7 separate regions of the Mus musculus genome follow, and regions 1, 2, 3, 4, 5 and 7 are each linked to region 6. The links are chromatin contacts, called in public HiCAR-type, HiChIP or PLAC-seq and capture Hi-C maps. All regions are on one chromosome and are shown on one strand. The core of a region is the stretch at or near the end of the contact, and the rest is flanking DNA. Distances in the headings are between cores, read along the strand shown. Region 1 holds the start of Whrn (whirlin). Region 2 holds the start of Atp6v1g1 (ATPase, H+ transporting, lysosomal V1 subunit G1). Region 3 holds the start of Akna (AT-hook transcription factor). Region 4 holds the start of Col27a1 (collagen, type XXVII, alpha 1). Region 5 overlaps Whrn (whirlin). Region 6 holds the start of Trim32 (tripartite motif-containing 32). Region 7 overlaps Whrn (whirlin).

Evidence for each region. HiCAR-type assays count read pairs that join an accessible place to other places. HiChIP or PLAC-seq counts read pairs in DNA pulled down with a chosen protein or histone mark. Capture Hi-C pulls out chosen DNA fragments and counts their contacts.
Region 1: a HiCAR-type map of astrocytes shows a contact between it and region 6, with 7 times the contacts expected there. The contact joins the promoter of Whrn here to the promoter of Trim32 in region 6. A contact is called at or near these places in 3 of 39 promoter capture datasets (the 3T3-L1 cell line, hippocampal neurons and liver), 3 of 484 Hi-C or Micro-C datasets (the Ba/F3 cell line, CD4 T cells and Th1 cells) and 4 of 115 datasets of contacts at active chromatin or transcription factors (astrocytes, forebrain, large pre-B cells and 1 more).
Region 2: a HiCAR-type map of astrocytes shows a contact between it and region 6, with 5 times the contacts expected there. The contact joins the promoter of Atp6v1g1 here to the promoter of Trim32 in region 6. A contact is called at or near these places in 6 of 39 promoter capture datasets (3T3-L1-derived adipocytes, the C10 cell line, embryonic stem cells and 3 more), 1 of 484 Hi-C or Micro-C datasets (uterus), 4 of 115 datasets of contacts at active chromatin or transcription factors (astrocytes, embryonic forebrain, extraembryonic endoderm stem cells and 1 more) and 1 of 9 other capture datasets (adipose tissue).
Region 3: a contact with region 6 is called in a HiCAR-type map of astrocytes, with 6 times the contacts expected there. The contact joins the promoter of Akna here to the promoter of Trim32 in region 6. A contact is called at or near these places in 9 of 39 promoter capture datasets (the C10 cell line, cranial neural crest, embryonic stem cells and 5 more), 3 of 484 Hi-C or Micro-C datasets (cerebellum, myocytes and palatal mesenchyme) and 8 of 115 datasets of contacts at active chromatin or transcription factors (astrocytes, embryonic forebrain, fibro-adipogenic progenitors and 5 more).
Region 4: a contact with region 6 is called in a capture Hi-C map of embryonic stem cells, with 8 times the contacts expected there. The contact joins the promoter of Col27a1 here to the promoter of Trim32 in region 6. A contact is called at or near these places in 2 of 39 promoter capture datasets (embryonic stem cells and hippocampal neurons), 1 of 484 Hi-C or Micro-C datasets (CD4 T cells), 3 of 115 datasets of contacts at active chromatin or transcription factors (astrocytes, extraembryonic endoderm stem cells and large pre-B cells) and 2 of 9 other capture datasets (embryonic stem cells and liver).
Region 5: a contact with region 6 is called in an H3K4me3 HiChIP or PLAC-seq map of stem cell-derived neural progenitor cells, with 8 times the contacts expected there. The contact joins the enhancer-like site here to the promoter of Trim32 in region 6. A contact is called at or near these places in 5 of 39 promoter capture datasets (3T3-L1-derived adipocytes, the C10 cell line, frontonasal cranial neural crest and 2 more) and 2 of 115 datasets of contacts at active chromatin or transcription factors (forebrain and stem cell-derived neural progenitor cells).
Region 7: an H3K4me3 HiChIP or PLAC-seq map of embryonic limb bud shows a contact between it and region 6, with 14 times the contacts expected there. The contact joins the enhancer-like site here to the promoter of Trim32 in region 6. A contact is called at or near these places in 4 of 39 promoter capture datasets (the 3T3-L1 cell line, 3T3-L1-derived adipocytes, cranial neural crest and 1 more), 5 of 484 Hi-C or Micro-C datasets (B cells, the Ba/F3 cell line, CD4 T cells and 2 more) and 3 of 115 datasets of contacts at active chromatin or transcription factors (embryonic limb bud, forebrain and stem cell-derived neural progenitor cells).

The regions. Positions count from the first base shown.
Region 1 is chr4:63,494,596-63,498,297 of GRCm38.p6, reverse strand. It overlaps Whrn (whirlin), which reads left to right and starts at 2,307. Exons shown (of 12, transcript NM_028640.2): 1 at 2,307-3,685. The coding sequence starts at 3,065.
Region 2 is chr4:63,543,459-63,546,876 of GRCm38.p6, reverse strand. It overlaps Atp6v1g1 (ATPase, H+ transporting, lysosomal V1 subunit G1), which reads right to left and starts at 2,112. Exons shown (of 3, transcript NM_024173.2): 1 at 1,878-2,112. The coding sequence starts at 1,959. It overlaps Gm38592 (a long non-coding RNA gene), which reads right to left and starts at 1,584. Exons shown (of 2, transcript XR_881351.1): 1 at 939-1,584; 2 at 1-860.
Region 3 is chr4:63,402,105-63,405,416 of GRCm38.p6, reverse strand. Akna (AT-hook transcription factor) reads left to right here and starts at 1,972. Exons shown (of 22, transcript NM_001045514.3): 1 at 1,972-2,198. Gm52742 (a long non-coding RNA gene) reads right to left here. Exons shown (of 3, transcript XR_003955424.1): 3 at 3,291-3,312.
Region 4 is chr4:63,213,566-63,217,000 of GRCm38.p6, reverse strand. It overlaps Col27a1 (collagen, type XXVII, alpha 1), which reads right to left and starts at 1,589. Exons shown (of 61, transcript NM_025685.3): 1 at 1,120-1,589. The coding sequence starts at 1,175.
Region 5 is chr4:63,458,228-63,461,477 of GRCm38.p6, reverse strand. It overlaps Whrn (whirlin), which reads left to right. Exons shown (of 12, transcript NM_028640.2): 3 at 71-196. Among named protein-coding and RNA genes, the nearest start is that of Whrn, 36 kb to the left of the region's middle. Within about 2 kb of position 1,912, at least 50 of the 459 cell types and tissues checked have an H3K27ac peak or open chromatin away from gene starts, as enhancers often do. A contact at or near this core is called in forebrain and stem cell-derived neural progenitor cells, where this site is marked.
Region 6 is chr4:65,603,058-65,606,652 of GRCm38.p6, reverse strand. Trim32 (tripartite motif-containing 32) reads right to left here and starts at 1,667. Exons shown (of 2, transcript NM_053084.2): 1 at 1,584-1,667. The region is part of intron 16 of Astn2 (astrotactin 2); the gene reads left to right.
Region 7 is chr4:63,436,122-63,439,578 of GRCm38.p6, reverse strand. All of the region lies in intron 3 of Whrn (whirlin), which reads left to right. Among named protein-coding and RNA genes, the nearest start is that of Akna, 34 kb to the right of the region's middle. Within about 2 kb of position 1,923, at least 26 of the 459 cell types and tissues checked have an H3K27ac peak or open chromatin away from gene starts, as enhancers often do. A contact at or near this core is called in embryonic limb bud, where this site is marked.

The DNA of each region.
Region 1 (3,702 bases), core at 1,058-3,557, 2.1 Mb after region 6:
CTCAGATCAACCTCTATGAAGCTAAACAATAGCACAGCCTTCCCAGATGGTGCCCGATGTTTGCAGAAGAAAGTGTTTCCTTTTTCCCTAAGGCTGTTAGCACAGAGGCTTCTGCTGCCCGAAGCAAAATATTCTCGAAAACATCCTTTGCACAGAAAGGAAATATTGGGAGTGGGGAATCTTAGCTCCTGGGCTGCATTTATCAAACCAATCACAGCAATTATAATTAGAACACAAACTAACTGAACACTAAGCATGAAATACATTTGCAGAAAACCCGAACTGCATGCAATTAAGTCCCGTGTGGTGGCATTTCGAGGTATGTCATTAATACATGAGGGGAGGGGTTGGAACAGATTCTCTCCTTAAATAACTTGTTCTGGTTGCATTAAAGACTTCAACTAGGGTCGGCAAGAAGAAATAAGGATGCATAGCACGGACTGCTACACGCAGAGCTGTAAGACAGATGTCAAAGGGTCACTCAATTGGCTACTTAAGACATCACTTTGTGACGCCCTGTGAAATATGTTCACTGGGCATCAATTCAACTCAGGTCTGTGTGAAAAGAAGGGGAGAGCTTTGGGGAAAGGAGAACTTTAATTCTTTGCCTCCATTTTGGGACTGCATTAAACTACAGTGTTAGAAATCTCCCTGTGGCTTCCCATTACTCAGAAAGATTCTTCTTTTAAAATATTTTATTTACTTATTCGTTTATTATGTGCTACAGGGTTGCTACACGTGCCACAAGCACCATGAAGATTAGAGGACAGCTTGCAGGAGTTGGTTCTCCCCCTTCCACCGTGCTGGTTCCAGGCATGAAAATCAGGTGGTCAGGCTTGGTGGCAAATATCTTTACCCGCGGAAACATCTCTGCAGCCCAGAAAGTCCATTCCTGTTAGTCTCCTCGCCTCACTGTGGTCTATCTTGACACTCCTAATGCTTATCTTTTTTATGTTTGTTTGTTTTTAACCTTGACCTACACCGTCTTTCCTTTGCCAGACTATGACTCTTTGAGGTCAAAGATTTCAACTCTTTATCCTGGGTCTCCAGCATCAACCATATGCCGCTTGGTCAAGCAGCAGAACGGGTGCTTGGCAAATGTTGAATGAAGAATGACCAAGTGCACAGGTAAATAACTAGCCAGGGAACAAAACACCCTTCTGCAGCCAGCTCAAAGCCACTCCAGATAATCCTTCTCTTTTTCTATTTCTCCCATATCAGAGTCAGCCGTTTCATTCCTGTGACGGCAACCCAGGACAGTCTTAGGGGAAAAAAAACCAGCTTTTCACAGAACACCTCTGGAGAGGCAATTCAGGTTTAAAGAGATCCACATGGCATGTAGTGGTGACTAGGTCAAGCACTATAGATCTTCTTAGAACACTTCTTTGACTAGAAGCCGAGTTTTTCCTGTGATAGTGTTTAGGAGAGTGGGTATCAGATGACAGACTTTAGACTGTGTATTCTGACATCTTTCCATATAAAATATGTTTTTTTTAAAGACTGTATATAGAGTTGTCATGTAACCTTCACCCTGTTCCCTCAGTGTGGAAAAGATCACAAGCGGGACCTAACAGTTGGTACAAGTGACATTCCTACTCCAGACTTAGTTTTAAATGCATGTGTGTGTGTTTGCATACTTTACAGTTCTGATAACAGCTCCTTGCTTTCCCCCACTCCCCCCTCCCCCCCCCCCCCCCACTCCGGAGAGCACCAGAGGAAGGGGCCCAGGCTGATCTATCCCAGCACAGGACTTGGCTCCTGATGGCACCTGTGTGGCTTATATTCTTCTCATGTGCAGAGCAGGTGACCGATTATCGTCCACATACTCACTTAAACTTGCAGTCAGCACGTGTGCAAGCTGCAGGAACAACATTTTAAGGCAGAAAAGCAGAGCATGAAGCATCTATTATTTTAGAGGCCAAAAGTTGGCCATTTTCCCCAATTGTGAATTGGCAAACCGGCTAATTGCTCCAAAGCGACCCTGGAATCGAGCTGTGATCGCCGGAAAGCGCAGCTTTTAGGACCCCATCTTTCACCCCTGGGCTGAGGAAGTGGGAAGACTTCGCAGGGGCCCAGGGCTCCTCCTGCTTTCTTTCACCCCCACTTTCACCCCTTTCTTCCTTGGGGCCGGACTGTTTCACCCCGTCTCCAGGCAACAGCCAGGCGCGCCAGGCGGGACGTCATTTCCTGAAGAGCCCGCGGGGGGACGGGGCGGGGAGGGGGAGGGGCGAGGGGGCGGGGCCAAGTCCCGGCTGGCGACGGCGGCGGCGTCGGAACTCGCTGGAAGACTCAGCCCAGAGCTGCTCAACAGTTCGCAAAGTCCGGGCTCCCGGCCGCGTGGCTCCGTGTGCGCCCGGGCGGCGTTGGGGCGCGGGGGCCCGGGCTGCTGCATGGTGGGCGGCCCGGGACATGCCCCGCACCCCCCGCCGGACGCCCGCGTGGCTCCTCTGGCTGCGACTGCTCCGGACTCTGAGCCTAGATTGACCGGCGCCCTAACTTCTTTCTGACTTTGGGGTCCCCCAGCCCTAGAGGAACGGGCATCTCGGCTGGGGGAGCCCCGGACATGGTGTGACGGGGCGGGCGGCGTGGCTGCGCCCCCCACTGCGGCCACGCACGGTCCCCGCGCCTTCCGGCATGTAGCTGCTGTTCTCGCTCCCCCCGGCCTCCAGCCGCAGTCTCCACGACCTCCGGCCTCCAGGCGCCAACTCTTTGTCCCCCCAGGATCCCGCCGCGGTCCTCAGGATTGCAGCCGCCGTCTCTTCGTCCTCCGAATTCCAGTTTCACCTGCCTTCGCGCCCCTGGGACACCAGCCGCTGTCCCTGCCACCTCCCCAGGATCCAGCCAGCGCTCTAGCTCACCTGCACCTCCCCAACCCACCCTGCAGCCGTCGTCTCCGCTCTCCGGGCCAGTCTAGACTGCAGCCGGTGACTCCGCGTCTACCCCAAACCCAGACTCCAGCCGTGACCTCCGCGCCCCGGGGAATCCAGCTGTCGCGCCTCTGGCCGCAGGTGCAGCTGCCGCCCCGCGCCGCGCGCCCCGAGTGCGGCCGGGCCTCGGCGGGGAGATGAACGCACAGCTGGACGGCCTGTCGGTGAGCTCGTCCTCCACCGGCTCGCTGGGCTCGGCGGCGGCGGCGGCGGGCGGCGGCGGGGGCGCGGGGTTGCGGCTGCTGTCTGCCAACGTGCGCCAGCTGCACCAAGCGCTCACGGCGCTGCTGAGCGAGCCCGAGCGGGAGCAGTTCACTCACTGCCTCAACGCGTACCACGCGCGCCGCAACGTCTTCGACCTGGTGCGCACCCTGCGCGTCCTGCTGGACAGCCCGGTCAAGCGGCGTCTGCTGCCCATGCTGCGTCTGGTCATCCCGCGCTCCGACCAGCTGCTCTTCGACCAGTACACGGCCGAGGGCCTCTACCTGCCAGCCACCACCCCCTACAGGCAGCCCGCCTGGGCCGCTCCCGACGGCGCGGGGCCCGGGGAGGTGCGACTCGTGAGCCTGCGGCGCGCCAAGGCCCACGAGGGCTTGGGCTTCAGCATCCGCGGGGGCTCGGAACACGGCGTGGGCATCTACGTGTCTCTAGTGGAGCCGGGCTCCCTGGCAGAGAAGGAAGGGTTGCGGGTCGGGGACCAGATTCTGCGCGTCAACGATAAATCTCTAGCCCGGGTGACCCACGCGGAGGCTGTCAAGGTAGGGCTGTGGTTTAT
Region 2 (3,418 bases), core at 863-3,362, 2.1 Mb after region 6:
ATCCACAAGCCTCTGAACGCTGAGATTACAACTTTTCCTTCCCAACCCTTAACTGAGCAAGTCAAGTGTGACCACAAATCAAGGATGACAGTTCTCATATTTCAGCTCTTTTCAATGCCTCTCTTCCCAACCCCTGAAAATATTAAAATGTGAGCTGGCTGTAAGCTAACCCCTCTAAAACAAACTGCTTCAGCTATCTGATACATACAAGCTTGCAGCCAAGTAAGGTTTAAAATCTCCCGGGAACACGGTCATTCCCACCACAGTCCAAGTATTTGCTCTTGCATCTCCTCCAAACAGCCTCACATAATTCCCAACACATACACCTGCTACTGCGGCTGAGTCATCACAGGACAAACTGACAAGACAGTCTGGAAATTCTGGATCGAGAGCATGACAACACAGGCCTTTCTAGCCACCTGAGAAGAAAAGGGCTTCTCTCCACCCCCAGCATTCTACAGAAAACATCTCCTGGAAATAAAGAATCGCCTAACTCCCACCAGGGCCACACTTCAATCTACTTGGGGGGTGAGCATGGTGGCACATGCCTTTCAGGCCAGCACTGGGAAGCAGAGGCAGGCAGATCTCTGAGAGGTCTCAGCCCGTCAGCAGTATGTAACATAAGTGTACTGCAAGTTTTATACTAAGGAAAATCCCTTGCATGAGAAAGGCCTCTCAAGCCAGAGTCTGGCCAAATCACCTTCTGGGTCTCATTTTTCCCTCCTGCAAAAAAACAGGAGCAAACGCAGTGTCTTCTTACCTTGGAAAACTAGATTCATAAAGGTCCTGAGACACAGTTTCCAGTTTCCAAAAGCTTATTCTAGCGGCAAGGCCATGGAAACCAACAGCTTACTATAACACTACGTCAAAAACAAGCATTAGTGAGGGAAAGAGCCTGAATGAGGAACCGCTGCCAAATTCTGAGATCCAAAACTAACCATCAGGGCAAACGAAGTGCAAAAGCCTGGAGGGCCAGAAATGAGGATGCCTTTAGGATTCAAGCGACGCAGTACTGCGGGAAGAGAATTTCTCACAGGGACATGCTTAGGAGAGAATACAAAAGCCTGACTGATGAAAACACTTCCTCTAATCCATTATGAAATACCAGCTCCATTCTGCGGGGACAAGGAGTGCTGAGTGGAAGGCCAGGTGTGACGAGAAAGTTATGTTCGAATTTTAAGCAGGTGTCTGAAGTGGGGGGGGGGGGAATTTGTTGCAGAATATTACAGGCTTCTTCCACTCCTTGGTCCCAGTTACACACGTGGTAAACTGACTTTTCTGGCCACTTTGTCCCTCTCAATATTGGCCTTTCACTGCTACACACATCCTAACTGGTATGTGCGCCTCCGCTGGAACAAGAAATACCCTGTGATGAATATGAACTCGGCACTTCTCTAATACATTCTCAGGGGAACAAAGAAAGGAATGACTGGCCGAGTTAGGTAGCCACATGAACTCAGGGAGTTCAACTATGGTGCTGAAAAAAGAAAAAAAAAAACAAAAAAAAAAAACGATGGACGGAGATCAGGTTAGAGAGGCTGGGCGAACCGTTTAAAGTGACGAACGTGAGGGAGAGGTGGCCAGAATGACCTAGGTTCGCAGACTCGACGGCCGTGGAGGTGGCTCCCGTAGGTGGGCCGCGGCCGGAAGCAAGGGATCGGGATCGGGTGGGAGCAGTTTCTGTGGGGTGGCCCACTTCACGCCCTCCACCCCGAGAAGTGGACGAACCCACTACTGTCTCCACAGGCACCTGAGGTCCAGCCTCGAGGCTTCCAGACACCGCCGGGACAGCTTCTGGCCCCGACACTGTCCCCCGGCCTCCGCCCGCGGCCTAGTCGCCGTCCCAGCCTAGCATCCCGCCCCGTCCCGGAGCTCACGCTTGCGGGCCTCGGACACCTTCTCGGCGGCCCGCTTCTCGGCCTGCAGTAGCTGCTGGATGCCCTGCGACTGACTCGCCATTGCTGAGGGGACTTTGGGCTGAGAGAACGGCCTAAGTCAACTGCTCAAACACCCTCCGAAGCCCCTCGGATCACCTGATCCACCACCCAGACTCTGCGCCTGCGCAGCGCGCAGGAGCCCCGCCCCACCGTCAAAAGAACCGCCCGGTGTCTCAGCTGACTGACTGCCTTTGAGTCCGGTGACTCCCAGGAGATGGGGCGGGGCGGGGCGGGGCGGGGCGGGTGAGACGGGGCGGCGGGGTGGGGCGGGGTGAGACGGGACGGGGCGGGGCGGGACAAGGAGGGACGTGCCAAGCTGTTCCACTACGCCTGCGCATTGAGAGATGGCTACTCCTGCTCTTTTGCAACTGTCAAAGGCTGGTTTTTTATAGCTGGTATTATCCCTGTGGCAGTCCTGTCACGTGGTTATTTCTCTCTTCCCGAAATTAATAGTGTGCCCACGTTGAAGTTCAGAAGCAAGGATCCAAACCTGATTATTTACCCCCTCTCTTCACCCAGCTAGACTTCCTACCTTTCTGGAAATTTCTTTGGAACTTACACCCTATCAGGAAGCAATGCTGCCCTAGTGGTACAGGCTGCAAACCCAGCACACCCGTGTCAGGATGCTGAAGCAAGAGGATTGATTGAGTTCATGACCTGGCTAGTGAGACCGTGTTTGGCGGGGGAGGGGAGTGGGAACCAAAGCAGGTAGTGAGGCATAGCACATGCCTTTAATCCCAGCACTAGGTATGCAGAGGCAACTGAGTCTCTCATTCGAGGCAGGCCTGGTCTACAGAGTGAGTTCCAGGACAGCAAGAGCTACCCAGAGAAACCGTGTCTCGAAAAACCAAAAAGAAAACATCTATCATGGAGAAGTTTAGGAAGTTCTGGCCAGTTCTGGAGAGACGTCTGAAGTCCTAGGTTCAGACACTAGCAAATACTCAGACACACTCACACAAGGACTCAGCATCAAGTCAACTACTAACCCCTGTGACTTGTGGGCCAGTTGCCATCCTTTTTCATGGTGCTAGGGCTGGAACCTAGTTCCCTCAAGCATTGTAGGCGAGTCCCTTCCACCCTCTGAGCTGTATCCCTGGACCTGCCATCCCTTTCTGACCCAAGCTTAGGAATAAATAGTGCTGTTTTCCATAAGTGTTGCTGCAAGCACAGTGGGCGTGCACACCTCCTTTGATCCTGAAAACAGATTAAGGAGACAGAGTTGTAATAGCTCAGGGTATAGATATTTACCTCACGTGGAGGAAGGAGAAAAACAATTCCTGCAAGCTGTCTCCTGACCTCCACAAACACAGTGACATATGCAGTACCACCACCCACCCACATGGTTTTGAAAATTTAAGACATTAATTTAAACAAATAATTGTAGCATAATAAATGTGCCAAGTGTTTTTTTTTATTACGTATTTTCCTCAATTACATTTCCAATGCTATCCCAAAAGTCCCCCATACCCTCCCCCCCACTT
Region 3 (3,312 bases), core at 723-3,222, 2.2 Mb after region 6:
GCTGCTGTCTTTCAACAAGGCTGAGGGTGTGCCAGCTGCGGCAGCCACCTGGTGTTGATGGGTTAATGATCAGGGAGGGTGAGCGGGTGAGTGACAGGATGTCAGGGGAGCCTGCCACCCACACAATGGGCCACATGGTCGCCAGAGCAGTAGACAGGGTCTTGATAAGATTTGGCTCTGTTCCATAGTCGCCGGGGGACTGCAAAGGGAGCCCCAGCCCCCAGATGTGTGTACAAGGCAGGGCCTGGGAGATAGGAGTTGAGAGGTTACTCGGTTGAAAGTGCTTGGTGCTAGCTCAGACTTAGCCAGATCCTGGCAGCTGGCCCTCAAGAGCATTCATTCATTCCATTCACCCATCAGTCACAAGCCCTTGGAGGAGACCAGACTCTCCCACCTAAGGAGACCCGGGGGCAGAAACTATGGTGATGACATAGGTCCTAAGGTCCCTTACTGCACACTGGGCAGGCCGTCTGTCATGGAATTGACAGCAGCCTCTCCAGGGCAGTGGCCACTCTGGTTAGCCCTGTTCCACAGAAAGGAAAACCATGGCTCTAGCCACTGAGGTCACAGTGCCAGCAGGAGGTGAGGCTGGCATGCTGGCATTGAACTCCCTGGCCTATGGACTCTAAGATTCTCTCCATCACTCTTGGGTGGTCCCCAGCCTGGCTGCTCCCTTGAGGTCCCCCCTCCCCCCCCAGGGCTTTCTGGATGGCAGAGGGTTGACCTCATGTCTCTTCTGTTTCCTGACTCTCTGGGTCAGCAGGGGCAGAGTAGAGAGCCAGGAGCGGACTTAGGGCTCCTGCAGCATCTTCCTTCTACCTGGCTCCTGCCTCCTCCTGCCTGCCCCGTCAGCCTGGATCCTGAAGGTCAGATTCTGTACCTCCTGCCCCGGCCCCTGAGTCCTCTCACATCATATCCTGTTGTCTTCAAGGGCCTCCTGCTTCTCTCAGGTCTCTGCAGCTGCCTTTCTAGAACATTCTCATCAGTCATGCTTGCGGCTTGCTTCTGCCTCTCTGTCCTTCCGGCCGCTTGTGTGACTGTGGCCTCCCCACCCAGACCTTCCTGATAGTCCTGCCTCACCCCCACTCAGCTTGTTACTCTCAGGCCCCTGTCTTCAGCCAGGGCAGGTCCAGCATCTGAGACCTGAAACCTCGGGTGTTTCCCTAGGATCTGCGAGTCCTCAGCCTCAGAGATACCAAAGCAGCAGGAGACGTTGGTCACCAGCCTGTCTCATACTCTGCCTCAGGCACACCTGACATCTTACACACTTCACTATAGAGTGAAGGGCCAGGTGTGATGTGTCTGTGTCCCACCCTGCTTCTTCAGATGGCTACACCTCTCACAGAGGTGAAGGGACCTGAGGAGCCACAGGTTGGCCATGAAGATAATTCTGTTCCTTCATCTCTGGGGCCTCTGAGGGAGAAGCTACAAGAGGAGATGTTCACCTGATCCTCTAGTTCTTCCTTCTTACCTAGACAATTCCAGTGCAGGCTCATCTTATCTCTAGGCATGGACAGTAAGTGGAAGGGCAGAAATCCCTAAGTCTGCCCTGAGATGATGAGACTTGTGTTAGTAGACGAAGTTAAAGCTGGACAGACAGGAGCAAGCGCCAAGGCTGAGGTTCCCCTTTCCCTCCTGTGAGGATGGGCAATGAGACCTACACAGTGGGAGAGGCTTTGATAAAGTCTTCGGTGATGGAAGAGACCAATTTTGGGGTGGGAGTGGAGGAACTGCAGGCTCCTCTTCCTGGGACCGGCATGCAATGTGACTTTAGCCAAGCCTTCTCTGGACTTCCTGCTCGTACAAGCACGGTTGTGGTTGCAACTGAGGTGGTCTCAAACTCAAGGCCTCAGAAGTTCTCTTCCCATCAATGCAGCCCCACACTTGCCCAGCAAAGGGTTAAGCTCTTGGCGCCAGCTCCGCAGAGTAACCCCCCCTCCTTTTCACAAACACTTGTAGGAAATCAGGCTGGGCGCTTCCTGCAAGGAGGAGGAGGCAAGGCAAGGCCTCAGCTGCAGGGGCGGGGAGAAGTGGGGAGGGATGCTTGTCTGTGAGCTGAGGCCGTTCTGGCTGGCAGAGCAGTCTGGAGGCGTTCCAGGCTGCTGTGGAGGCAGGGGGCTCCCCAGGTTTGAAACAAAGACCTTGTGGGCAGCTCCCCTGAGCCCAGGCCGGCAGGATGGTGGTGTAGTACTAGTGAGGTAAGGAGCTGAGCCAGGAGGAGGGCCAGAGGGAAGGCCGCCTTCCCTCTGGATGGGCCAGTCATAGACTCTGGACAACCCTGGCAGGCAGCCCAGCCCAGCCAGGAAATCACAGCTACGCAGCTGCTGCCACTCCTGTCCAGTTCTGGGAGTCCGGCCCCCACGAAAGAGTGGACCCCAAGATGCTAGTTTCCAGTTCCAGATCCAATTTGGTTCCCTTGGTGAACTTGGACCCGTGTTGGTCCCTCTCTGTCCCCCGGGGTGGGCTCATCTCAAGGCCAGTTAGTGCTTGGGTTACTGAGGGTCTCGAGATGTTCGGAAGTGAGGAACAGGCCAGGAGATGACACCCTCCTACCCAAATAAGGGCAGGGACAAAGTGGGGGCCAGGAAGCCAGCTTAGAGCTACAGTAGGACAAGATGAGAGTCAGTAATAGCCTGGCCCCTTGTTAGTTCCTCCCAGGCTCTTTGGGTGAGCCAAGGGACAGTCCGGGGACATCCGTCATGGGTATCTCCACTTGCCGCAGGCCAAAGGCCACTCCTGTGAACAGGTCTATGCCCTGCCACGGATCCAAACTTGCTTTGGAGCCCCACAGCCCAGCCCTTCAAAAGGGTCCAGCAGCTTGGTAAGGAGGTCTTTCCCCTGCCATCCTCCTGCCTCCTATACATCTCCTGGCCTTGGTTTAATAGTCACAGTGTTCTAAACTTCCTGGTTGTTCTCATTAGGTGGGTGCCTCTGTTTCCTCATCGGGATGAGGTTAAGGTGGGGATGTCCTGGCTCTCTCTAGCTGGGTAGCATGGAGATTCTGAATGCCAGGGCTGCTGAAGGTTGAAGCTTCAGTGGGGGAGGATCATCCTGGACACACACGCACACGCACGCACACACACACACACACACACACACACACACACACACACACACACACATGCACGCACGCACGCGCGCGCTCGAGAGAGAGAGAGCTGTATGAAGCAGTGTGTGGGGAACAGGGCATTGCCTAGCTAGTTGCTAAATAGAATCCCTGGAGGGTGTGACAACATGGAGATCAGTTCTGTACAGGTGTTAGGTGATAAGAAGCAAGGACATAGAGAAAGCAGTGTTTGGTGTTTTTTTGGG
Region 4 (3,435 bases), core at 340-2,839, 2.4 Mb after region 6:
TACTGCTTGCCTTCCTCAAACTTTGGCCCCGTTGAGGCAGGGGGTGCTCTTTGGCACCACCACACTGCCCAACCGCTGGCATCTGCCCTGGCACAGGGTCTCCCGGAGAAAATGAGTCACCAATGTGCTCACTAGTGCCCTGTGTATACGAATGCGTGTGGTGGGGGGTGTGGGGGAATCTCAAACAGCCAGCTTTTTCCAAGACATGGAAAAGAAGGGGGGCGCCTCATCACCCTGGCTCCAGCTCAAAGGGGCGTTTCTTGAGAGGGTGGGCGGTACTATAACTCTGGCCAACCTCTTCTGGGAGCCCTAGAGTACCAGCAAGATGGAAAGGCAAGCCTTGTGCCTGAGATATAGTCCACAGGGCCCCTCTGGACCGCGTTCTCCCACACACACCCACACATAGTGACTGAATCCCTCACTCTTACAACTTCTGCACAAGCTGGGAATCCCAACTGTGGGGTGCCCCTGTGTGCGGGGGCCCCGCCCTGGAGATTCCCGGCCCCTCTCTGGCCACGGTTCCCTCATCTGTACAAGGAGGTTGGACTTGGTGATCTCCCAGGGCCTTTCCGCTCCCACAAGCTGGCTCTCACCCCTTGCTTACTCAGGAGAGGGACAGGAACTGCAGGCTTCCCGGGAGAAGCTGGGAAGTTTGAGGTACGCAGACCCAAGAAGACACATTCACACAGGCAGAGAGGTTAGGAAATGCAGGAACGTGCAGAACCCGAGGCCGAGCCAGGAACAGACACCCGGACCTGACGACCGACAAACTTGATTCACAGGACAGTGGAACTAAAGCCATGCAAGCCCGCGACCTGCAGACACCGAGACTCCCTCCTCCGGCCCCTGCCCCCTGCCTGCCACTCTGAGCACTGCCACTAGACCCCTCTTGGGATCGCTGGTCTGGCTCTGCGCGGACCCTCCCTTGCTGGTCCTAGTCTCAAAAGAGCTCGGCCTGGGGTGCACAGCCCCTGTTAACCCCTGGCGTCCCGCCTGGCGGGAAGCTACAGGAAGCTGACGTTACTCTGCGAGCGTCTGGTGCGGCAGGGAACCCCAGACTCTTGTGCACATCCGAGGTTCAGGAAGCTGAATCGGGGGCAACCCTGGGATTGTACTCACCCCCCGGGTCCTGACGCCGCTGTGCCTCGGGCCCCCCGCGCGAATCCCGTGCCCATGGCAGGCCCCTACTTCATGCTGCGGAGCCCGGGGGGCAAGTGTGGGCGCGCCCCATGGGGCCGCCAGCCCCCCGCCGCGCCGCGCCAGGCCGGCTCAAAGCGCGCTGCCGGCGCACCCCCAGCCCAGTCCTGCGCCCAGGGGCGCCGGAGCAGACGGACAGCACGGCCCCAGCCCGGCGGTCGCCCGCGCCAGGCCCATGGTCCCAGGACTGCCGGAGCCGCGCTCGCCCCTGCCTCGCTCTTTTTCTGCTTCCACCGAAAAGGAAGAAGCAAGAAAAGGCAGGGAGAGAGAGATGATCAAACTTTTGGAGGCGGGCCGCTAGCGGTCTCTGGAGGCAGAGCAAGGCCGGGAGAGCGCGCGCGGAGGGCGGTGGAAGCTGCCTCCCCGCCGGCCTGGGGGAGGAGAGGAAAAGGAAGGATTTGGGGGAAATGAAGGCGATTTAAAGTCTCGGCCCGCCGCAGCTCTCCACCTTCTTCTCCTCCCCGCGCCGGGCCGCCCTCTGCTGCCAACTGCTGCCCCCTGCCGGACGCAGCAAGGGATGCAGCATCGGTTGCCTCGCGCGACCGTCCACCTATCCATCCTGAGGGGGACATCCCACCCCCAGATCTCAAAACAGACTCATGAAAAAGAACCTCCTCCTGGCTACTCATGGATCTATCACAATTGAGATTAGGAATTTACGATTAATGACACTAAGGATCCTCGATAGCGGGCGGTGGGGGAGGAAGGGGGAAAATTCTACTCCTGAGAGGATCCTAGAGATGCAGAAACACAGTTGGGACCTTGACTTGGCATCTACATTTCCACGACAACCATCTGTCTTAACTCCCAACTCTTAGCAGAAACTCTTGCACCCTAGAGCTCCGTGGAAGACCGCTGTGGGTAAGCGTGCTGAATGTGTTCGGCCTTTCTGCATTTTCTCCGACCAGAGACTCCCCGGAATCCCACGCGGCACCCTCTGACACCCAGGCAGATTCTCAAACTCACGAGCACGGCTCAGCCCTGAGACTAAATCTCTAGCTTCTGGCCTCTACAAGGCGATTCATACCACACTCCCGCACACACACTCCCGCAGGCACACTCCAAACACTCACACTCATTCACACGCAGACACAGCCACGCACTGTACTGAACTTCCGCGAAACACCTTTGGATGTCTGGATTCCTGGCGATCTCAGACGCTACGCTCCCAGAGGCAGCCACCCGAGTGCTCACACCCGCACAAAATGCACATGCACAGCGCACACACTCCCACATGCACAGTCCATGCAGCTCCCCGAGTGCACACTCCCCGCTTGCACACGACCCTCTGCGAATGGCAACCACAGGCGTGCATACAGGACCTGCACCCTCTATTGCACATGCATCCACCTTTGCGCACTCCAAACGCCCAGAGCTCCGTGAGTCCCAGGGCACTTACTGGGTCCCCAAGTGTGACGCTGGCCGGTCGGTTCTTAGGCGGGTGCCTAACGGCATCTGTGGTCATGGGTCCCCGCAGCCCCGGGCGCGGGGGCGGGGGTGCAGTCCCCTTCCCTAAAGGCGCACAGGGCGCGACGGCGCCGGGAGGAGCATGGGAGCGCGGGCCTGCGCCACCGGCCCGGTCCCCCTGCGCTGCAGCCGCGGCCACTCCGCGTGCTCCGGCTCCAGCTCGAGCTCCGGGTGCGGGGGGTGGCTCATAGGTGCTGAGGCCGCGACAGACGCCGGCCCTTTTGAAGTCTCCGCTGGGGGCGGAGAGGGGGGCGCTGAAGGCGGCCTTTTAAATCGAGGCTGCACGCGGGCACCGTCAAGCAAGGTGTCTGGTTTCAGCAAACTTTCGGAAAAGTCCCAAGTCGGAGTGGGGGAGGGCTCCGCCGAGCTGTACGAGGCATCCTGCAGGGGGCAGAGCACCCGGGGCTGCTGGGGCCCCCCGCGCACCCCCCCCCCCCCCGCCTCCAGTCTGAGTGCTTCACCTTCCTTCACAAGAACACCCGATGCTCTGCACTGATTGCCCGTGTCTGTGCCTGAGAAAGGGCCGCGGGTCTTTCTCGAATTTTCCTAAGTTCACAGCTTCGAAGGTAAAGTATTCCCTGCCCAATCACAGCTGCTGTGTGTTTCTGAGCTGCATACTTTGTGCCAGGCACATCCTGTCTTTATTTACATTTTTTTGGTATTTCGTTCATGGGTTGTTTTTTTTTTTTTTTTCCTTCTTTTTTATTTTTTGCCTTAGAGGCTTTTAAAGGCATTGCATTTAAGTGTTGGGTATCTCTCTTACTTTGTTTG
Region 5 (3,250 bases), core at 663-3,162, 2.1 Mb after region 6:
AGTGGACTGCCCATCCCCACCCAGGGCTTGGCTTCCTCCAGGTTAATGTACTTGCCTATTCTTCTTATAGGTGAACCTGGTGTTGGGGGACGGCCGGTCCTTGGGCCTCACGATCCGAGGTGGAGCAGAGTACGGCCTTGGCATTTACATCACTGGTGTGGACCCAGGCTCTGAAGCAGAGAGCAGCGGCCTCAAGGTGATGGGGATGGGCTGTGGGCTGCCATGTAGGGGGATGTGGGTGGGAAAGATCTTTATAGCTGATTTACTTCAGCAAAGCAGGTGGTGTCCCAGCTGAGGTCTGGATCTGCTGGGGATCCTGCACTGGCTGCTGGGTCTCTAATGCTCCCAGAAACAGCAGGGTGGCCTCCCACACTGTGCTAGGCTGTGGGCCAGCCCAGCTCTTTTGAGACTAATGTTTTGCAAACACTGCTGATGCCTGTGATGGCCCTGACCCCAGGGCTTTTTATGACACATACAGAGGGCAGGAGAGAGAAAGCCAGCTAGTGAACAGAGGGCTGTGAGTATAGGAGGCAGCTTCAGGGATAGCATTCTATACAGACCAGAAGTTACTGAAATGGCATAATTAATTCTCAGCAGAGCAGTGTGCCCCGCACTTTAGAGTCAGATCATGTGTATCGTCTCATGCTACCTGGTGGGGTGAGGTGGTGTAAGGTGGGTCTCAGCACAAGGTTTATGCCAGTAGAGTCTTAAATAAATTCCAATGCCCAGGTAGTAATCTGTGGTACTGAGCCTGGTCTACAGTGAGTTCCAGGACAGCCAGAGCTATACATAGAAACCCTGTCTCAAAAAACCCAAAAACAAACAAACAAACAAACAAAAAGAAAAAGAAAACTAACAGCATCATTAGTTATTGTGGTAAGCACAGGTAGAGTCTGTGTGTGTCTCTCTCTAAAATTCACGCCTGCACATCCTCACCTCATTGTTGGGGTTGGGAGGTGGGGCCCTCGGAGAGTGACTAGATCTTGAGGGTAGAACATCTGTGCTTTCAGTGACCTTGCAAGGAGGCCCCAGAAAGCCAACAGAATAAGAAGATGCTATCTGTGACCCAGCAAGAAGGTCTCACACGCACAGAACCCACTGGTGTTTTGCTTTTGAGTTGCCCAGCTCTAGAACTGTCAGCAATAACCTGTACATAAGCCATCATCCTGTCTGTGGAACTTCATCTGTCAACATTACATTATGGAGAAGGGATCACAAGACTCCGCCCCAGCCCTCCCCAAGGATTTATAGGCAGCTAATGTTTTGATGCAACTACTGTCTAAATTGTATATGTAAATAAATCTTTACTCCTGCACCCGTGTAATGAAACTCACTGGGTGTCTCTCTCGCTCTCATATACACACACCTCTCTCCCTCTCCCTCTCTCTCTCTCTCTCTCTCTCTCTCTCTCTCTCTCTCTCTCTCTCTCTCTCACACACACACACACACACACACACACACACACACGGCTAGTGAACACTGACCTCCAGGAGTTATGTTCAATTGGGAAGATGGGCAGCAAACTAATGTTCATTTAGTTAGAAAGAAGCTAAAGAAGATGGATTTTGTAAAACTTTCCCATTGCCTGAGTTTGTCAGATGGTTGCAGGCACTCTGGAGTAATTTGCTTGCAAACTGCCCACCTTCAGCTAAGTCCTTTGGCTGTGTCCTCAGCAGTGAGGCGCTTGATGGCGGCCACCTCTTTCCTTTCGCCTCACAGGCCCCTTGCCTGTGCCGACACCTGCCCACACTCGCCTGGGCATGCAGCACTGATTAATTCTGTTTATTGCAGTGCTCTTTCCGTGGAATTAGGCATATTGAAATGGAATAAAGGGCCTGCTTGTGTGGGTGGTGGAGCCAGAACAGGCTTTATTTGTAAATAGCGCTCCATGCTGCGGTGCAGCGCTTTCCTGGGGCGGAAACGCCGCCTTCCGCGGGGCTTCCAGCTGTTCAGCCCACTTAGCTTCCAGGGCCCAGTGTGAATCCAGAGGGGGGCAGGACAGCCTGGTCCCTGAGTGGAAAAACACTTGGGAGGTCAGCCAGGTCCCCAGCATCTACCGCAGGGGTGGTCCTTGCAGCTTGGAGCTTGCCTACCTTCCCAGCAGGGACAGCCCCTCCCCCTGTACAGTTTATCTTTGGATTCCTCTTATTTCTTTGCACTACCCTCCCATACCCAGCCAGTCTCCAGTCCTTCCAAAGAGCCAACTGCTAGGCCTCTTTTGTTCCCTTAGGGACAGCCTATATTGAATGGCATTCAGAAGCAATCGCAATAGCGGTTGCCACTCATTAATGGCTATTATGAGTGAGACATGGTGCTAACATTTAGATACATCTGCTTGTATTTAATCCTCCCTGTAGCCCCATGGGGGTGGGGGTGGGGATCATTCATGGCGCAGTTTAACAGATGAGCAACTGAGGCTCAGAGAAAAGCTGGAACTTGCTCAAGATCTCACAGGGATCCCAGCACTGTCCCTGCTGACCCGCATAGCTACTGTGGTCTTATGATTCTAACTGGACCAAGTATGGAAGGAAGGAAGGAAGAGAGGGAGGGAGGGAGGGAGGGAGGGAGGGAGGGAGGGAGGGAGGGAGGGAGGGAGGGAGGGAGGGAGGAAAGGAACAAAGAAAAGGAAGGAAGTGAGGAGACATAAAGTTCCTGATGTCTGCCAGGAATTGCTGTACCTCCAGAGCCCCTTGAGGTTGACCCAACTCCATGACCTCTGCTGAGTCTGTCCAGGCTGGCAGCTGTTGCTTTCCCACCATTGGGACCAGGCTACTGTCCTAGCTAGGCTCCTTGGAGGAGGACCTTTGCTTCTAGGAATGTCCCATGTGTGGGGCCACTGCTCTGCAGCTTGTGGCTCTGGAGCAGGCCTGTCATACATCTGGGGTAGAAACCCTATCTCAGTGACAGGGGATGGCCTATTCTTTGCAGGTCTATCCAGGAGCTTGGGCTGTGTTGCCTTCATGGGGTCAGGCTGACCCCTCTACAGACTAACTTCTGTTGGGCTAAGCTTTGTCCACCCGCTCTTTCTGGATCGAGCTTCCTCAGAGCGACACCCTAGGCTGGGTACCCACCAGGTGGCAGGAGACCTGCTTATGTCATTCACTCAGACCTTCACTCAGCTCTGCGCGGGTGGTGGAACCTTCCGTCCCATGCATGTCAGAAGTGTGTGTCTGATAAAGTGTCCTGGTACCCAGCTGTGTGAGGTAGAACCTAGGTTGTAGTTCTCCCTGGTGCCCTACCCACAACAGAG
Region 6 (3,595 bases), core at 418-2,917:
TCCCCCCCCCCAAGTATCCCCCCCCCCACACACACACAACCCCTCAACTATGACAACTGACAATGCCTCCATCCAGACACGGTCAAATGTTTCCTGGCAGAACAAAAGCACCCTGTCTGAGAACCCTGGCTTTAGGTAATGGCACAGGCTAAATACTCAGTAGACAGGAGGCTCCGCCTTGTTCCAACCTTGTTTTGTTTCTCACCCAGAACCATTGTCTCTGTGAGCTATAATGGACCTCCTATAAGATAATATTAGGTTGAAGATCATTTTGGCTCATACCTTGGACAGGGAAAAGGCTAGGTAGCAGAAGCCCTTAGGTAGTTCACTGCTTCTTCCCCAAGGCCTATAATATCGGGTCTGTGATGAGGAGGTGGGGGTGGTCAGAGTGGGTATAGTCAGAATACATGCCTGCCTCAGGATTAAAGGGCCTTTAGTTAGTAAGTGAGGAAGAATCTGCCCTTCAAAGAATGTCAAACTCTCCTTCAGGATTTCTGAAGACTGGTGTCTTTATTCCCAAACCCTTACATTCTCCTAAATTCCATTCATTTATACATAGTTTATTTATAAATTACTTTCAGGTCCCTGGGTCTCCAGAAGACCCTCTGGGTTCAGTTATGCCAAGACCAAAACAAAAACAAAAACAAACAAAAACCTCCTAAGAACCTACTCACAAATTTCATTTGGTTTTGAATTCTATAATCTAGTTACAGCATTCACTCCCCACCATTCATTCTCCACAAACCTCATTCTCAACGCTAAATCCCAAATCTATCATTCAACCTTTTAGACTGTATGCTGCAGCCTTGCAATTCACCAATAGCTCTTATGTGTCCCTCATCCCTCCAATACATCCTTTAATCTATTTTCAAATTCCCACATCTATCACCCCTGTATGCCATCTCCAAACTCCAATCCTGTACCTCAGATTTCTGCCCTCCTTCAATCTGATCGCTCATCTGCCCATCATCCCCATCTTGTACTGGGCCACCTCCAACCCCCGCCCCCCACCTCCGCCCCCGTCCTGCCTCACGTGTTGCCTTCAAACCTTTGCTGCGATTTTCTAACTGGGTACTGATTCCCTCGGGAACTCACCCCTCAGTCTTTCCCAGATTCCGCTACAGAAATCCCTTTCTCTTCAGCAATTAGGATCTTCCAAGACCTTGGCTGTTTTGATCTCAGATCTTGCTATCATTACACCGATCTCCTCAAAGCCCCTAAGATTCTGCCCGCCAACACCCAACCTCATCCAGGCCTGCCAAATTCCTTTATGCTTTCTGATATTCTGCACCCAGATACCTCCAGGGACGTCAGATCCTCCCATCTCCCACATGCTGCACCCCGTCTCTCCGCATGGCCCCCACATTACCTCATACCTCCCGACATGCTGCAACTGCAAATTTCCTCAGCCCCTTTGCTCCCCTCCCCCAGCTGCATCTCATCTCCGCCGAATCGCTCCTGAGCCCGTCCCTTCCGAATCCGATCCTGCCACTCCGATCCAGTCCCCAAATCCTGCCATTCAATCTTGGATCCCCGCGACCCACCACAGTCCCTGGTCGCAGACCCTCCTTCCCGCCCCCTACCTGACCGCCCGCAGCTCCGACGCGAGTCCACCGCTGCCAGCCCACCCGCCCGCTGCCTTCTGCGCATGCGCTAGCACGTCCTTCCCATGGCAGTCGCCAATTCGTACAGTCGCCTGCCCGTCAACTTGCCCCGCCTCCCGAGGCATGCTGGGGCTTGTAGGTCTGTGGGCTCAGCGCCCGCGGCCCAGCTGAATAGATAGGGATGGCTCCGGAAACCTAGGCCATTGCAGCTTTCTGCCCCGTTTCAGAGTCTAAACATGGTTAGTCAATGCTAATCCCCCAGTAGTAGTCTCCAGAAAGTTCGGGCACTTTGCAGACAGACGCCTCTTTGAAGAAGACAAGCACACTCCCTTCAAAGAGCTGCAGGTCCCCGGGCTAGGTGTTTCTGCCTGTGACACATCCCAAAGTGGAGTCACTGAACACATGCCCCTTAGGAAAGACGTTTTCTTTGCCAAACAGCGCAGAGGCGGATAGCAGAGGGAGAAACAGGGAAAAGCCTGCATTGAGCCTTGTCAGACGGGAGGTTTTGTGGCCAGGACCTCCTGGTCCTGAAGGTAGTTTGTGGACAGGTAATACCTGCTCCTGAATGCGATAAACACACAGTACTAGTGAGGAATATGAAGGAATCTGAAATATTATGCTCTCATATTTGAAATTCCACCTAGCTGTGTACCCTCTGCACAATGATAAGACAACAAAACAAAAACAGTAATACCTTTAGACACTTTCCGACAGACTACAGACTTTGAAAAGAAGCTGAGACCTAGGGGTTAAAAGGCAAAGTAACCAGTTTCTACCTGTCAGAACCTGGCTTTAATTTCCCAGAATCACTCTTAACTTCATTTTTCTACTTCTTTATCTCAAAATAAAGTTAAGGATTGTTTTGATGAGTTACTAATAACTCAGAAAGGTGGGAAAAGTAAATTTATCCCCTTCCCCCACCTCACTCCCGCCCCTGTCCCACACATCTTGTCCAAGGTTCGGTATACACCTGGCATCGATTTTGATGGAACTCTGAACCAGGCTATTCATTCTCCAACTTGTTTCTCTTCTCAGTGATTCAGGAGTTCTCACATGATTTTATCCCTGGCCGGATTTCCTGATTATACATTCTGAGTACAATTTGATATCTCAGATAATTCTAGAGCCCTGAGCCAACCCAGGCACCCAGAACTCCCAAGGCTTTCCCAGAGAATATGTGACTCAAAGTTCCTTGAAGAAATTATATCTGTGCTGGCAATTCTATGGACTGACCAAATACCTAGAACTGGGAAAGGATAAAACATATTGTAGACACATAGTCAATTTATCTTGGGCTAGCTTTAGTTCTCTTAATGGCCATTTATTAACAACCTATGACTCTGGCCTAACAATCTTCTGACTATAAGGTAAACCATTGGAATGTATAGTTAAAGTTAGAAGACTATGAGCTTCCACTAAGAATGTTATAACATCCGGAAAAGATAAAAGAACTTTCCCTATCTTGCTGTAGCCCATCTACCTGATATCCCCCACAATGCATTTAAGTTAAGACTTAGGAGTTTTTTGTTCTGTGAATATAAATATCCATAGGCCTTTTCCACAGTAGAGTGTGTTATTTGGGATAGATGAGAATCTGTATACAGGCCATGGTTAGTCATATTTGATTCCGAATTTCTTTAGGAGCAAAAAAGAAGAAAAGTACAGCATTTCACTCTCTCTCCCTTTCTGACATCTGAAATTCAGGGGCTCAGGACTGTGGAACTCACTTCGTAACAGGTTGCATTAAAAACTAACTAGGACTTTGTTCCTGTTTGGTTTATTTGAGACAGCATTTTGGTGTATAACCTAGGTTGTCCTGTACCCCCACTATATAGTTGTGCTGGTAAGATTTTGTTGTTGTTGTTGGTTTTATGTTTGTTTGTTTTTTGTTGTTGTTGTTGTTTGTTTTTTTGGGGGGGCTCAACTTCACACAAATCTAGGCACATCCAGGAACCTCACCTGAGTAAAACAAACACCTTCATCAGCTTAGC
Region 7 (3,457 bases), core at 674-3,173, 2.2 Mb after region 6:
GCTTTGCCGTTGCTGCCACATGTCTTTGCAGAGCCTCAGTTTACCCCATTGTGTAAGAGGCCCCAGGGAAGGTCTGATGGACGTAATAGTATCTTAGCCCCTTTATTTCTCACCTTGTCTATACATACAACTTCTCACTCTGGGCTGGGAAGAAAAAAGTCACATCTCCGTGAACAGAGCTCTTGGCTTTTCTTTGAGAGGGTGAGATCAGTCTCCTTCAACTTCATGACCCAAGCCAAGGGCAAGAGGAAGCAACGGAGAGATGGATCTGCCCATCTGCCCATCACTGGCTAACCCTACCAGGCTTCCTGCACTGGGGTGAAGGTGACAAGGGTCCCTGAGAGCATGGACTTGGCTCGACTTAGTCATTCGTTTCCTATGTGACTCTGGTGTCCTTGAACTTGTCTCTTCTGTTTGGAAGGAAGCAGATGGAGAGCCTTGTGTCCCTGTCTTGGTGCTGGGTATTTCTGTTGGTTCCCACAGTGACCTGGGACTGGCTAGAACACCATACCAATACCACAGATAGGAACACTGAGACTTGGGGCATAACTTGAAGGAGTGATGCAGGCCACTGAGCTACTGTGTCATAGTTTTCTGCCCTCTAAAGAAGGGCTACAGTGTGGAGACACAATTCCCCACCCCATGGAACACACTGAGTGAGACACACTGGCTTTTCTCGAGAGTGGTTTGCCAATGTCATAGTGAGCATCAGTGCCCGTCCTAACAGCTGCTGAGGTGTGGGAAGCCTTTGGTCTCAGATACTGTCCTTCTGTGAAGAGACATTATGATCAAGGCAGCTTTTAAAAGAAAGCATTTAACTGGGGGCTTGCTTGCAGTTTCAGGGGGTTAATCCATGATCCTCACGGCTGAGAGTGTGGTAGCAGGCAGGCATAGCACAGGAGCAGTAGCCAAGAGCTCACATCTGATGCATTAGTTGCAGGCAGAGAGAGACTAGGTCTGGTGTGAGCTTTTAAACCTAAAAGGCCACCTCTAGTGACATATCTCCTTCAACAAAGCCACACCTACTCCACACTCCCTATTCCTTCCCAAGTAGTTCCACTCACTGGAAACCAAGCATTCCAAAAGGAGCCTATACAACTTCTCATTCAAACTACCACACCTTCCTACAAGGAGAGGGCAGAAGGAAGAAAAGGAACCTGTAGATAGTGGAGTGACTTGGACCGGGTCAGATGTGGGGGTGGGCATCATGGAGGGCCCCACCCCAACTCTCAAACATGGTAGTTTTCAGCTGAGCTCTGGAGGAAGAGGACAAAAAAGGGATGAGGGAATCGGGCTCATAGGTGCCAGTCCATCTGGATGACCTGTGTCCTGCTCCCATGCCCTCCAGTTCTCCAGCTGGATGGTAGGGGAGCCCTGCCAACTCTGCCTCCTCCCACGGGGATAGGCTTATTCGTCAGGCCAGAGGGAGCAGTACTTACTTAGACAGTCAACCTGAGATTCCAACACGTAGATACCCAGGGTGTAGCTAAAGCCTGCCCTATGCTGGACCATTCACAGTGTAGGCCCTGAATCCAAGCTGGGAGGACGAGTGACACTGAGAACCACAGTGGCACATCAGCCTGGTCCCTACAGGTTATTTGAAGCCTCTATTAGACCTGCTAGGCCTAAGCAGTAAGCATCAGGAAGCCTGTGGCTATGGGAGTTTCACATAAGCAAGCCGTGCCACTGAGAGGGTTTGTACAGTGGCCCTGGATATCAGGACCTGCATCCATCATTCGAAGTACGTGCCCCGATCTGAAGTTCCCACTTAACAAGTTGACCTATGTTGTATCTGGCTTCCAGTCCAGCCTCCAAGCCTGTGAATGGGCTTATTCTTTGCAGGCTGTCCCCAGCGAGATCCAGAGCCTGGCTCTCAGAAGCATGTCTGGACACAGCTGCTCTCCCAGACGCAAGCGCCTCTAATTAAACTGCACGCTGAAATAAAGTGCGCGGAAAGGAAGATTAAAAGTTGCAGCTGCAGAGGGACACGTATGGAAATAAAACACTGGAATATGAGAGGTGCAGCCTCCTTGGCTGTGGCTTCCGCGGCCGAGATTTTAGAACAGGGCATGACACCTGGAGGTGCTGACTGATGGGCTCCAGGCAAGTGACCCTGGAGGGAAGTGGATTTTCCCCTCCATGCCCAGAAATATTAGTGCCTGGAGCAGCCTTCCTGTGCTGGGCTTCAGAGCAGGCCAAGGTAGAACTGACAAAATTCCAACCATCGTGGAAAGCTGCACTTACTGAGCACTTGCTGGCAACGCCCTAAGGCAGTGTAGGGTCTTGTTCCTCATTCTTTACCTGGAGCTCAGTGGGCTGACTACATTCTCAGACGTTAAACAGGGAGATCAGTGGAAAGGGAGAGAGGCTTGTCCTCGTGGGTGGTGCCAGTGTTGGGCGGTATATAGATACCGGCACTGATAGCTAGACATTTGGAGGAGGAAAATCTTTGGTCAAGGCCCCAATTCACGGCATGGAGGGAGGTGGGTTGTGAGGCTATGTCACATGGCATAGGAATAGCAGGGGCAGGACTTGAACCCAGGTCGGATGGTCTCTGACGCTCTTAACCACGTGTTGAGGATGACTGTGGCTGTTTGGATATGAACCCACAGAGACGGAGTGTTGACTCAGGAACCACCACGTGAGCAGGTGGGGGCCCAGGAGAGAGGCCGCCAAGGGTGGAGGAAGGGGAAGGTGATGAGATTTGCTGGAGAGGCAGCTGGATAAATGCAGGTGGAGCTGATGGTTGTATCAGAGTCAAGGTCCAGGTGTTGACTGCCTCAGGCAGGGCTGAGGAAGGTGGCTTTGGGAAAGGCTGGACCGGAAGCCAAGCCAGGTGGTCCCCTAGCAGCAGCCAGACTGACCCAGGTTTGACACTGTAGTTCCCCTCACTAGTGCTGTGATCACAAACCGAGGGTGGGCATCCTATTGTGCAGCTCTTCCTGAGGAGACATAAACAAATATCTCTTCTGCCCAGGTCTGAGGCGTCAACATCACCAAAAACACCTCCCACTCCGCACAGCCAGCTCCAGCCGTGGGGCCATGGGAGAGTCTGTCCTCCATTGTTGATACTGTGGACTCAGAAGGAGGGAAACACACACAGCTGGGAAGAGGTAGCAGGGCGGAGGCAGCTGCCCTCCAGGTTACAGCAGGCATGGTGTTGTCCTATCCGTGGGCTCGAGAACCTGCTGGGAGAGAAAGTCCACTGAGTTCTCACTCTTCCAGGTGGTCCACTGCCCCTCTCTACACAGCAACATCTTCCTCCCGCCTCTTCTGGCGTTGTCTTTTCATTTTAAACATGCTCATTTGCCCATTGTTTTCTATTACAAAATAAAACTGCTGTCGTAAGATTCCCGGCAGCGTGTACTCCTTCAGTGGGAGGCTGGGGGTCTCATTAGTGTGGGTTTTTTGTTTGTTTGTTTGTTTGTTTGTTTTACTTCCTTTAGTAAGCTAAAGT